Regions from separate parts of the Zea mays genome. Here regions 2 and 3 are each linked to region 1. Evidence: chromatin contacts called from public Hi-C data. All regions are on one chromosome and are shown on one strand. Each heading gives the region's core, a stretch centred on a gene start, on an enhancer-like site or on the middle of the called end of the contact. The rest is flanking DNA. Distances are from core to core; before and after follow the strand shown.

What was found. Hi-C and Micro-C count contacts between places; a contact is called where the count stands out from the background.
Region 2: a contact with region 1 is called in a Hi-C map of ear, with 2.6 times the contacts expected there. The contact joins the promoter of LOC100193842 here to the promoter of LOC100279395 in region 1. A contact is called at or near these places in 2 of 25 Hi-C or Micro-C datasets (ear and tassel).
Region 3: a Hi-C map of ear shows a contact between it and region 1, with 4 times the contacts expected there. The contact joins the promoter of LOC103647376 here to the promoter of LOC100279395 in region 1. A contact is called at or near these places in 2 of 25 Hi-C or Micro-C datasets (ear and tassel).

Annotation. Positions count from the first base shown.
Region 1 is chr2:181,215,079-181,218,049 of Zm-B73-REFERENCE-NAM-5.0, reverse strand. LOC100279395 reads left to right here and starts at 1,579. Exons shown (of 5, transcript NM_001360969.1): 1 at 1,579-2,241. The coding sequence starts at 1,717.
Region 2 is chr2:180,921,569-180,924,823 of Zm-B73-REFERENCE-NAM-5.0, reverse strand. LOC100193842 reads left to right here and starts at 1,600. Exons shown (of 5, transcript NM_001138924.3): 1 at 1,600-1,851; 2 at 2,729-2,974. The coding sequence starts at 1,717.
Region 3 is chr2:180,860,907-180,863,944 of Zm-B73-REFERENCE-NAM-5.0, reverse strand. It overlaps LOC103647376 (RING finger protein 165), which reads right to left and starts at 1,525. Exons shown (of 3, transcript NM_001301555.1): 1 at 1,358-1,525; 2 at 1,176-1,240; 3 at 410-1,054. The coding sequence starts at 1,504. The coding sequence ends at 565. It overlaps LOC103647377 (sulfite exporter TauE/SafE family protein 3), which reads right to left. Exons shown (of 12, transcript XR_004856384.1): 10 at 2,896-3,009; 11 at 2,659-2,799; 12 at 2,075-2,521. LOC100286222 reads left to right here. Exons shown (of 4, transcript NM_001159110.2): 4 at 28-491. The coding sequence ends at 92.

The DNA of each region.
Region 1 (2,971 bases), core at 330-2,829:
TTTTATGTAAATTACTCTTTTTTACTCAACTATAAAACCATTAGACAAAAAAATATAACTGCATTACAATAACGTGTGGTGCTTGCAAAACCCCCATCGAAAATTCAAACCAGCATACGAGATATTTCCAACTTCAATATGACATCTAATGTTTATGGACAGAGATGAAAACGAACACTTATTTGAATATTATTTTTTGTCTTTTTTAATTACGAATAAATAGGATATAAATACGTTATTCAGATTTTATTCTAGTTTTTTGTATTAATCTTGTAAAGATTTATAAAAGGCAAATATCAAATTTATCACATATCTTCTTGGATGATAACTATAAAATTCACACATAGAATTGGATACAGATCATATTTTTTTACATTTTTCATTATAGGGAACAAAGAATGCATAAAACAATTTATGCAATTTTTTTTGCGATAATGTGTGATGACATAAGAATAGATTAACACCAAATTTAATGCATATCTATTTTAGAATATTAAATTTATTGAATATCCACTCTTCTTTCTATTTATGAGTTCTAAATCAACAAACCAAGTTAGCTTCAATTTTCCGTATGAAATTTACACCGACATTGTTTACCCATGTTTTTTGTTGCCGTCAAAAGGAAAACACGGTAAGAGCTAACCCCAGAAGTTTAGCTAAAAATACTAGCCAAATTTTCTGATTTAGCTATTTTTATAATAAATTTTATATAAAATAAGGAGATTATTCCAATAGACTTGTAAATCTAGAACTCCTGTATAGCGAGTGAAAAAAGATATCTAAGAACAACTCAGTAGTTCTCTAAAATACCTCCTAAATCAATAATTTAGGTAGTTAAACTAAAAAATCCTCTCCAACAGTTCTCTAATTAAACTTCTAAATTTAGCTACTTCTCATCAAACCTCATTTACTCCCTATATCTAGCAACCTTTTACCAAGTCCCGAAACAACGAAGACTGACGAAAACCAATCATATGTCGACATGATGTACCCTTTCAGGAGCAAATTGATCGTCCCACGTGAATGGATTCAGCGTGATCCGTATGCTAGGTCTTCTACCGTCACTGTTCTGTCGATAAGTACTGCTAGTAATAGCAACCAACTGCCAACATATTTCTGAAACAGATGACAACGATCTGTCACCGTATGGGTGAATCAAATGTTTTGTTACAGATGCAATCAAAATATAAGTAGAAAATATGCACACTTATTTTTTTTATGTAGATTCAAAACCAAACTACAACATATATTTAAAGAGCTATTGGACAAGTCATAATTTTTAACTCCCAAAATTATTTAATAACTTCCTAAATCTATGATTTAGAAAACTAAAATATATATAACTATTAGATCTGCTCTAAAAAAAGAAAGTGAAGTTATAGGGATATAAAGCTACTAAAATTTAAAGGGTCATTTATAAAATCTGTTGGAGATGTTTTTTAATAATAATCAAAATTTACCAAGCGTCTCTTAAAGTTGCAGTAAAAAGAAAAGGGTCGCACTCGTTAAACCTAGCTGCGAGTACTCTTTGCAATTTAACCCGCGACATGCCATCTCCCTCTCTATCCCACGCTGCCTCGCTGGAGTTGGGAGGGGGTTTCCCTCTCTCTCTCCTCCTCATCCCCCTCTTTCTCCACTAGAGAGCCGGGACCTAGCACGAGAGGGAGGGAGGGAGAGAGTCACGCCGGGAGGTCACCGTCGCCGCCGACGGCCGCGATGGCTCGCCTGTTCCGCGAGTCCCGCCGCGACTCGTCCCCCTTCTCCTCCTCCTCCAATGGCTTCCTCCCGCCGGCGTCCGCTTCCAGCCCCTCGGTCTCCGCGCTCCCCTCGCCGTTCCCGGACCTCGGGGTCGCCCTCTCCACCGCGGACCTCCGGGAGGCCGCCTACGAGGTGCTGGTCGCGGCCTCCCGCACCACGGGCGGGAAGCCCCTCACCTATATCCCCCAGTCCTCGTCGGTGGCCGCGGGGGCCACGGCGTCCCCGGCCTCCTCCGCGTCCTCGGCATCCTCCGCCTCGCTCCAGCGCTCCCTCACCTCTGCCGCCGCCAGCAAGATGAAGAAGGCGCTCGGGCTCCGCTCGTCCGCCTCCTCCAAGGGTGTCGGCAGCCCCGGGAGTGGCGGGAAGGCGGCGCCCCCGCGTAGGCCCGCCACGTTTGGGGAGCTCATGCGGGTGCAGATGCGCATCTCCGAGCCCACCGACGCCAGGATCCGCAGGGGCCTCCTCCGCATCGCTGCCAGCCAGGTAGGATCTCGTGTTTAGCTGCTGAGATTCCCGCTGAGATTTCCTTCCAATGCTGGCGTTGGTGGATTGCGTTACTAGATCTGGAGTCGGTCAAGAGTGCCATGATGTTCTCGGAGTTTGTTGAAGGGTCCGTCGAAAATTCAAATTTAGCTAAATTTACACCTATTTTCTTATTTGATTTAAAAGTATACTATGTCTTAGATATTTTTAGTTTAGGATTGGAATGCCGTTGCTAAACATGCGGCATTTTATAGGGACGAGAGTGAAATGACTTATCTATTTTTTTGGCGGATCTTGTAATTTGGGTGTCGGCTTCAGCAGCTGTTATTAATATTTGTTGCCTTCAGATACCTAATTAAGATTTTCCCTTGCTTCATTGAATATAAAATTGCATCTCTCAACTTTGTAGTCACGGATAACCTTTGTTTGTTAATTCTTACCTTGGTCTAGGGTTCTCGTGATAAAGTGCGAAGATGAATTAGGAATGCACATACTCCCTCTGTTTGAATCTGAAACTCAGTTTTAGTTTTGTTCCAGGTCAAACTTGTCTAACTTTGACCAATTTTATATAATATATTACATTTACAATATCAAATAAGGCCCTGTTTGGTTTGAGGGACTAAAGATTAGTCCCTCAAGGGGTGACTAAAAGGGACTAAACCATATTAATTCCACTTTTTCCCCTCAGTTATTTCAGTTGCACTAATGACGTTATTTCAGTTGCACTAAT
Region 2 (3,255 bases), core at 351-2,850, 290 kb after region 1:
AACACGCGTTAGGATAAGTTGTCAGGCGATCCTTGCATTGAATGCTCCTGCGATACGGTCGTTTGGCGAGGCGATCTGGCTAAGGTTGCTTCTCCGCGAAGCCTGCCCGAGCTGGGCCTCGGGCGAGTCGAAGGTGCGCCCGTTGCTTGAGGAGACCCTCGGGCGAGACGTGAATCCACCTGGGTCTGCTGTTCTTGCCCGAGGCTGGGCTCGGGCGAGGCGAGATCGTGTCCCTTGAGTGGGCGGAGCTTTGACTTGTATTGCGCCCATCAGGCCTTTGCAGCTTTATGCTGATGGTGGTTACCAGCCGAGTTTAGGAGTCTTGGGGGTACCCCTAATTATGGTCCCCGACAAATACATATATGCTCTGGCAAGCTAGCACAAGTATACTTGATGGTTGTTGCCTAATAAAGATCGGTTAAAACCAAATCGAATTCTCGGTTACCCAAAATATCGGTTTACAGTTACCCGATAATTATTTCGGTTCTCAATTCCAAAAACCCGAAATACAAAAAACCAAAAAACCGACTCGACATTTCAGGTAAAACCGAATGCCCTAGGCTGTGCCATTATCTCTTCTCACACGGAAAATCAGACATCCACACATACTATGAAGTCCATGGCTGCAAGTAGGAGCTAGGAGAATATGTTATTTTTAGCTTCACATTCCTTTCACCCTATGCCAGGAGAAGTAGTTTTTTTTTTCATTTTATCTTGTTTGGCATCAACCAACTTTTGAACTTCAGAGATACTAGTATATAGTCTATGCTAACGATACGAAAGGAGGGGTCGACGACAGCGGTGTGCGAGTAAGGGAAGGGAAAGCGGGTGGCGGTGTCGCGGGGGAGAGGGGAGGCTGGAGGCGACAGGGCCGTGGGGAGGTGGAGGATAAAGGATGATATAAATAATATTATCTATTGGATTTGAGTAAGAGAGAGAGGATTAAGTCTGGGTGTAATTTGTTTGGTGTATTAAGTGGAAGTTATGAGTATGAGGTGATTTGGTTGGCTGTGTTTTAATTATACAGTGGTATAGAAATGACGACAAAATGGATTTTAGCTATCCATCTGCCACTCTTCCAAAAGACTTCGAAAAAATGTCATATTCTCCAACACTTTAAATAGCTTGTTTGGTTCGCTGCCTAACTTGCCACACTTTGCCTAACTTTTCTGTCCAAGGTTAATTTTTCAATTCGAACGACTAACCTTAGGCAAAATGTGACATAATTAGCTACAAACCAAACAGACTCTAATGGAGTGTTTGGTTTGAGGAATGAACTAGTCCATCGTCTTCTCACCCATCACTATTTTTGTTTGGTTTGTGAAATAGAATGAGTTGATCCATCACCATCTCATTCTTCGTAGTTAGTTAGTACTAATATGAGGAATGAAGTCATCCCACCAAATCTGAAAAATGAACTTATGATGTACCACCTTAATTTGGATGGTATGATTTCTCAAACCAAAGTCCCCTATCTTTTGGGCCGTTGCTTTTGGACGGGTGCTGTTCATAGACATCTTCTCCAAAAAAATTACTCCTATCATACACATAGCTCTGGGCTTCCCATATTTTGGGCCGAATCACAGGTGCCTTTGGAGCCCGGAAACGGGAGTCTGGAGCATTTCCGAGTTGTCTCCACCGCGCAAGCGACGAGAAGGCGGCGCGCCACCACCGCTGCTGGCCTGCCGCCACGACTCGCCGGCAGACTAGGCTCCTATGGCGCGCCGCCGCGTGCTGCTCTTCCTCAAGCCCTTCGACGTATACCCTCCCCGCCCGTACGTCGGAGCTGCGGCCTCTTCTCCCACCTCTGCGCCCTCGTCACTGCCGCAACCGCGCGCCGCCAACCCCAAGGTCGCACCTCTCTCTCTCCTTCTCTCATGTCATGTCTTTGATTATGATGTTCACATTGCTTGCGAAGGACTGGAGCGGGGTGTCAGGGTTGTCACATGTTTTGACAGACGAATGTAGGCTCCAGTGGGAGTGGGAATCAGCAATTTTCATCGAGGGCCAGACAAATATGATGACACCCTTAAGTGTGATAAAAAAAGCGTATGTCTCGATAACTTTTTAAGGTTTTTACAGATGTACCTAGTATTTGTAACAAAAAAAATCATAATATTATGATAAAATGGGTGAATTGCTGCCTTGCTGTGCTGTAAACCGAACTATTTATCTGCTGTGTTTGTGTGGGTGGGGGGTGGGGGAGGGGGCATGGCCCCTGCTGCCCCCCTGGTTCGGTCACTCAACGGTCTAAACTGTAGTATTCACTTCTTCGCGTTTGGATCCTGAAAATGACACTAGGGTTTATTTTCTAAGTTTCTTATCCTCGATAATGGTGTTGTCCGTTGTGCGTGACCGCGTTTGATCCATTTGAGTTGAGTGAGCATAATGCTTGTCCAAATGGCGGTGGAGTTCAGGTGTTCGTCAAAATGCCTCTACGGATCGTGACCTTTTACTTTTACATTTCGGTGTCCTGGATCGCTAACTAAGATGCTGTGCTTGCCACCCTGCATTAGCCATTGCATAGTACTTACAAAATGCCGTAGCATGACATTCCATAGGGAACTTGTTGCATGGTGCACTGTTGTTGCGGCAATGAACAACTCCGTCATGTTCAGGCTTTTTGGTTGTCCCCCCCCCCCCTTGATTCATTTTGATACCACAGATACTTTTTGATATGGCTTAAAGAAACTTACCTATCCTTCTCTTACCATCTTGGTTTGCCCAGGTCTTGAGCTATCTGGATGATAGGTGCAGAGTTCACAAGGACACTATTGATCTCTGCCAGAGTGTCTTACAGCGCAAGTCCCTTGACTGGATTGCTGTGCAGCGCAATCATTTGTGTCAGCCAATACGTGATGTGGATCTTGTGGTTGCTGTCGGCGGCGATGGCACCCTTCTCCGGGCTAGCCATTTTTTGGATGATTCAGTTCCTATATTGGGTGTTAATTCAGATCCTACTTGTACTAAGGAGGTCAGTTGTTTATCCTTTTCTAACTCAAGTCTCAGCTTGAAATCAGTGAGGTACAATACTTATATCATAACCAGTATGTTATTATGTCATGGTCGGGCGCACGTATGTGAGACGGCGTCGTGCCCGTGACGTGCGCCGGGCCCTAGAGCAAGCAGCGGCCATGCAGGAAAATATGCAGGACACAAGCGCAGCTAGGGGCTAGGAGGGAAAGTAGGATAGCCTACTGTTATTCAGTTCCTTAGATTGTGGAGTTTGTTGCTCCTTTCGGTTGGGCCTCTGGC
Region 3 (3,038 bases), core at 276-2,775, 350 kb after region 1:
TAATTTAGTTCCGTTTTAACATTCCAGGTGCTAAGTATGAATTGCCCAAGTATGTTTTGAGTGAACCAACCAACCTGATCCGAGACAGCTGAACGGCAGCCGGCCGTAGGAAGACCCACCGATGTAAAAACTGTAAATGACTGCAGATGCCGCCAAATTGGTCCCTTGCTTGTGGTAACTGGAGTGCCTCGAGTAACCTTCAGATTTGCTTTGGCAACTTTCGGCAATAGGGTTTTCCAGTTCTAGTGTTCAGATAAAAAAAAACTTTTGCGTACCCTCGTCTATTGTTCTTGGTTCTACTGTAAACATGAGTCTGCTTAGAATTCTTTGGAGCGAGAATGCTGCTGAGATTGTTCTCGTCCACTATCATGATACAAGCTGGAGCATACGTTTTAGAAACTTGTCACATCTCGTGCAACTAATTATATTATTATGTGGTCTGGTCTGACATTTGAAATGAAATGCATGATAAGGAGCAAATCGCAATCTAATTTTTACATTATCGCAACATATCCGATGATACTGGAGTTTTACATTATTATCATGAGAATGATGCTGATTCATCTAGTGGTAGTGTTGCGTGGAGTCTGAGAACCTGAACCGGCTGAATGCCTCCTCCATCGCCATCACCATCGCCAGCAGGTCCAGATCCATCCCTCCTCCGTCTTCGTCGGCGACGCTCCTCTCGCAGAGCGCGAACCGGCACACCGGGCAGCTGCCGTGCCCCTGCACCCAGGGAGCGATGCACCCCTGGTGAAACGTGTGGTTGCAGGGCGTGACCGCAACCTGCTCTCCAGGCAGGAACGTCTCCAGGCATATGGTGCAGACCTTCTCCTCTTCACTGGTTTCCTTCCCTGTCCGGAGGTTACCTCTGCCGCCGCCGCCATGCTTCTGCTGCTGCCTGTATTCGTCCTTCCTCAGCTGATCCATGGCCTCTCTGAACTCCTCGTTGGTCAGTCCAGCGTCTCCTCGCCTGTGTCTCGGGTTTAGGGGCGCGCCACTGCCGCTGCTGCCATGGACACGGTGGATATGGAATGGTGGCTGCAACGGGTGCCTGAGCACAACATCAGTTGGCGGGCAGATGGTACGGGTGATGATATCGTCAAGTTTCCAAAAGTTCAGTGCAACTGAAGCTCCTCAGATTGAAAACGCAGGAAGAGTCTTGTGAACTGTACCAGGAACTGGAGCGCTCGAAAGGTGGTCTTCTGAACCTGTGCTCCGAAAGCCTCCAAGGGTAATCCTGCAACCAAATCCAAGAGCATGGCTTCCTTTGACCTTTGAACTTGCAAAAAAATGAATGAACTTGCATGTCTCTCGAAACGTGCAAAGATGAGAAGAAGAGGAAGAAGAAGAGTACCCCATGATGCAGAGGCCACGGGGACCTCCTCCTGGTCCTGGATGGCAACTGAGGGTACCAGGCGTGCTGAAACTCACGAGGGACGGGGCCGTACTCCGGCCCGTAGCTCCCGTCTGCCCGCCGGCCGTCACTCATCTCATCTCCCATTGTGGTGACCACCGGGGAGGGTGATGACCGATGAGTTCTTTGAGGGTGTCGCTATGTGTAGTATAACCAACCATCGATCCATGTACTGGGGCTCAGGCTCACCACTCACCAGGTGGAATGGAGAATCAGGTGCTTTGCAACCGATGCCCACAGAGGATGGGGTTGAGCATCAGGTTCTCCTTCAAATCTCATCTGATCACGCATTGTTCTCGTCGTCTTTTTTTTTCTTTTGGCGCGAAGCCAAATGATATATTGCAGCACAGACAAATTTGGGAGCATTTTCGACTAGAATGCACACAGAAAGTGAGCATCCGATTGCCCTTCCTGTCACTCATGTTTATCATGTGATATATTGTGATGTGCCTAGAGTGAGCATAAAACCACGGATTTATTTCTCATGTCCTCACATTGCAGAATACTCCATTGCAAGTTCAAAGGTCAAAGCCAGCCATGCTTAGCTTGTGGGTTATCCATCCTTTTCATTTCAAATCATTTGGGCTATCAAAATTCATCTGAATATAAACAAATTCTAAAACGCAAATTTTACAAACGACCTCGGATGAAAACATATGCCAAAATAAAAGTTGCAGAACTTAGAAAAGTTTACGAAACTTTGTAGTCGACAACCTTTTTGTTTGAATTCGTTTACCGCTTACAAAGGCCAGCGCAAATCGATTTCTCTACACTCGCGGTTGGTGGCGTAACTGAACCGCCAGAACAAATCAATTTTTACTCAATTAACCACATGTGGAAAAAAATATTTCAATCATATGCATGTGTATGTTCAGCTGCGGTGCGCTGAATTCGATTTGTTGGCATATCTTTAATTTCGACCCCATCGATCTCTCCTTCAATTCAATCATGTGTATGTTCACCACTTGTACAGTGTACGTCGTCTTTGGTTTGCTTGCATTTTGCGTTGGGTCCCTAACCCTAACTAGACCTTGCAAAGGCTTTCGAAGCCCATGTACTGATGCCGCTCCACCCTGTGGACTATGTTTGAGATGCCTACCCCTCCTGCAAAGAGCCAGCAGAGATGCATGGTTTTCAAACAAAAGCTGCAGCTCTTATTGTTGGTGATCGACTTCAACAGATGAAGGCAGGGCATGCATGGACGATCGATCGATCGATCGATGCTGTACGTACGTACGTACCGAGCGTAAGCGCGCTGACGAAGATCATGGACGCCAGGATGAAGATGATGAGCGACGCGCGGCCCAGCCACGCGATCAGCTTCCTCACGCAGTGCTGCCCCGTGATGGCGGCCACGAACGCCACGCCCGTGAAGTAAGCAGCTGCAGAATCATCAAAACCAATGCAAGGCGATCGATCGAGAGAGCGAGGGAACCAAGAAATTAATAGCGGATGCATATGGTGGTAGGTACTAGTACCATAAGGCACTGGGAAGCGGTGCAGCAGGTAGTACTCCACGACCGACATGGACGACGAGAACATCATCGTGAACGTGGCTGTAGCACTAGACACCTGCACGCACGAGGATTGCTCTGCCAAGCTAATAAGTTGGTGACCGACG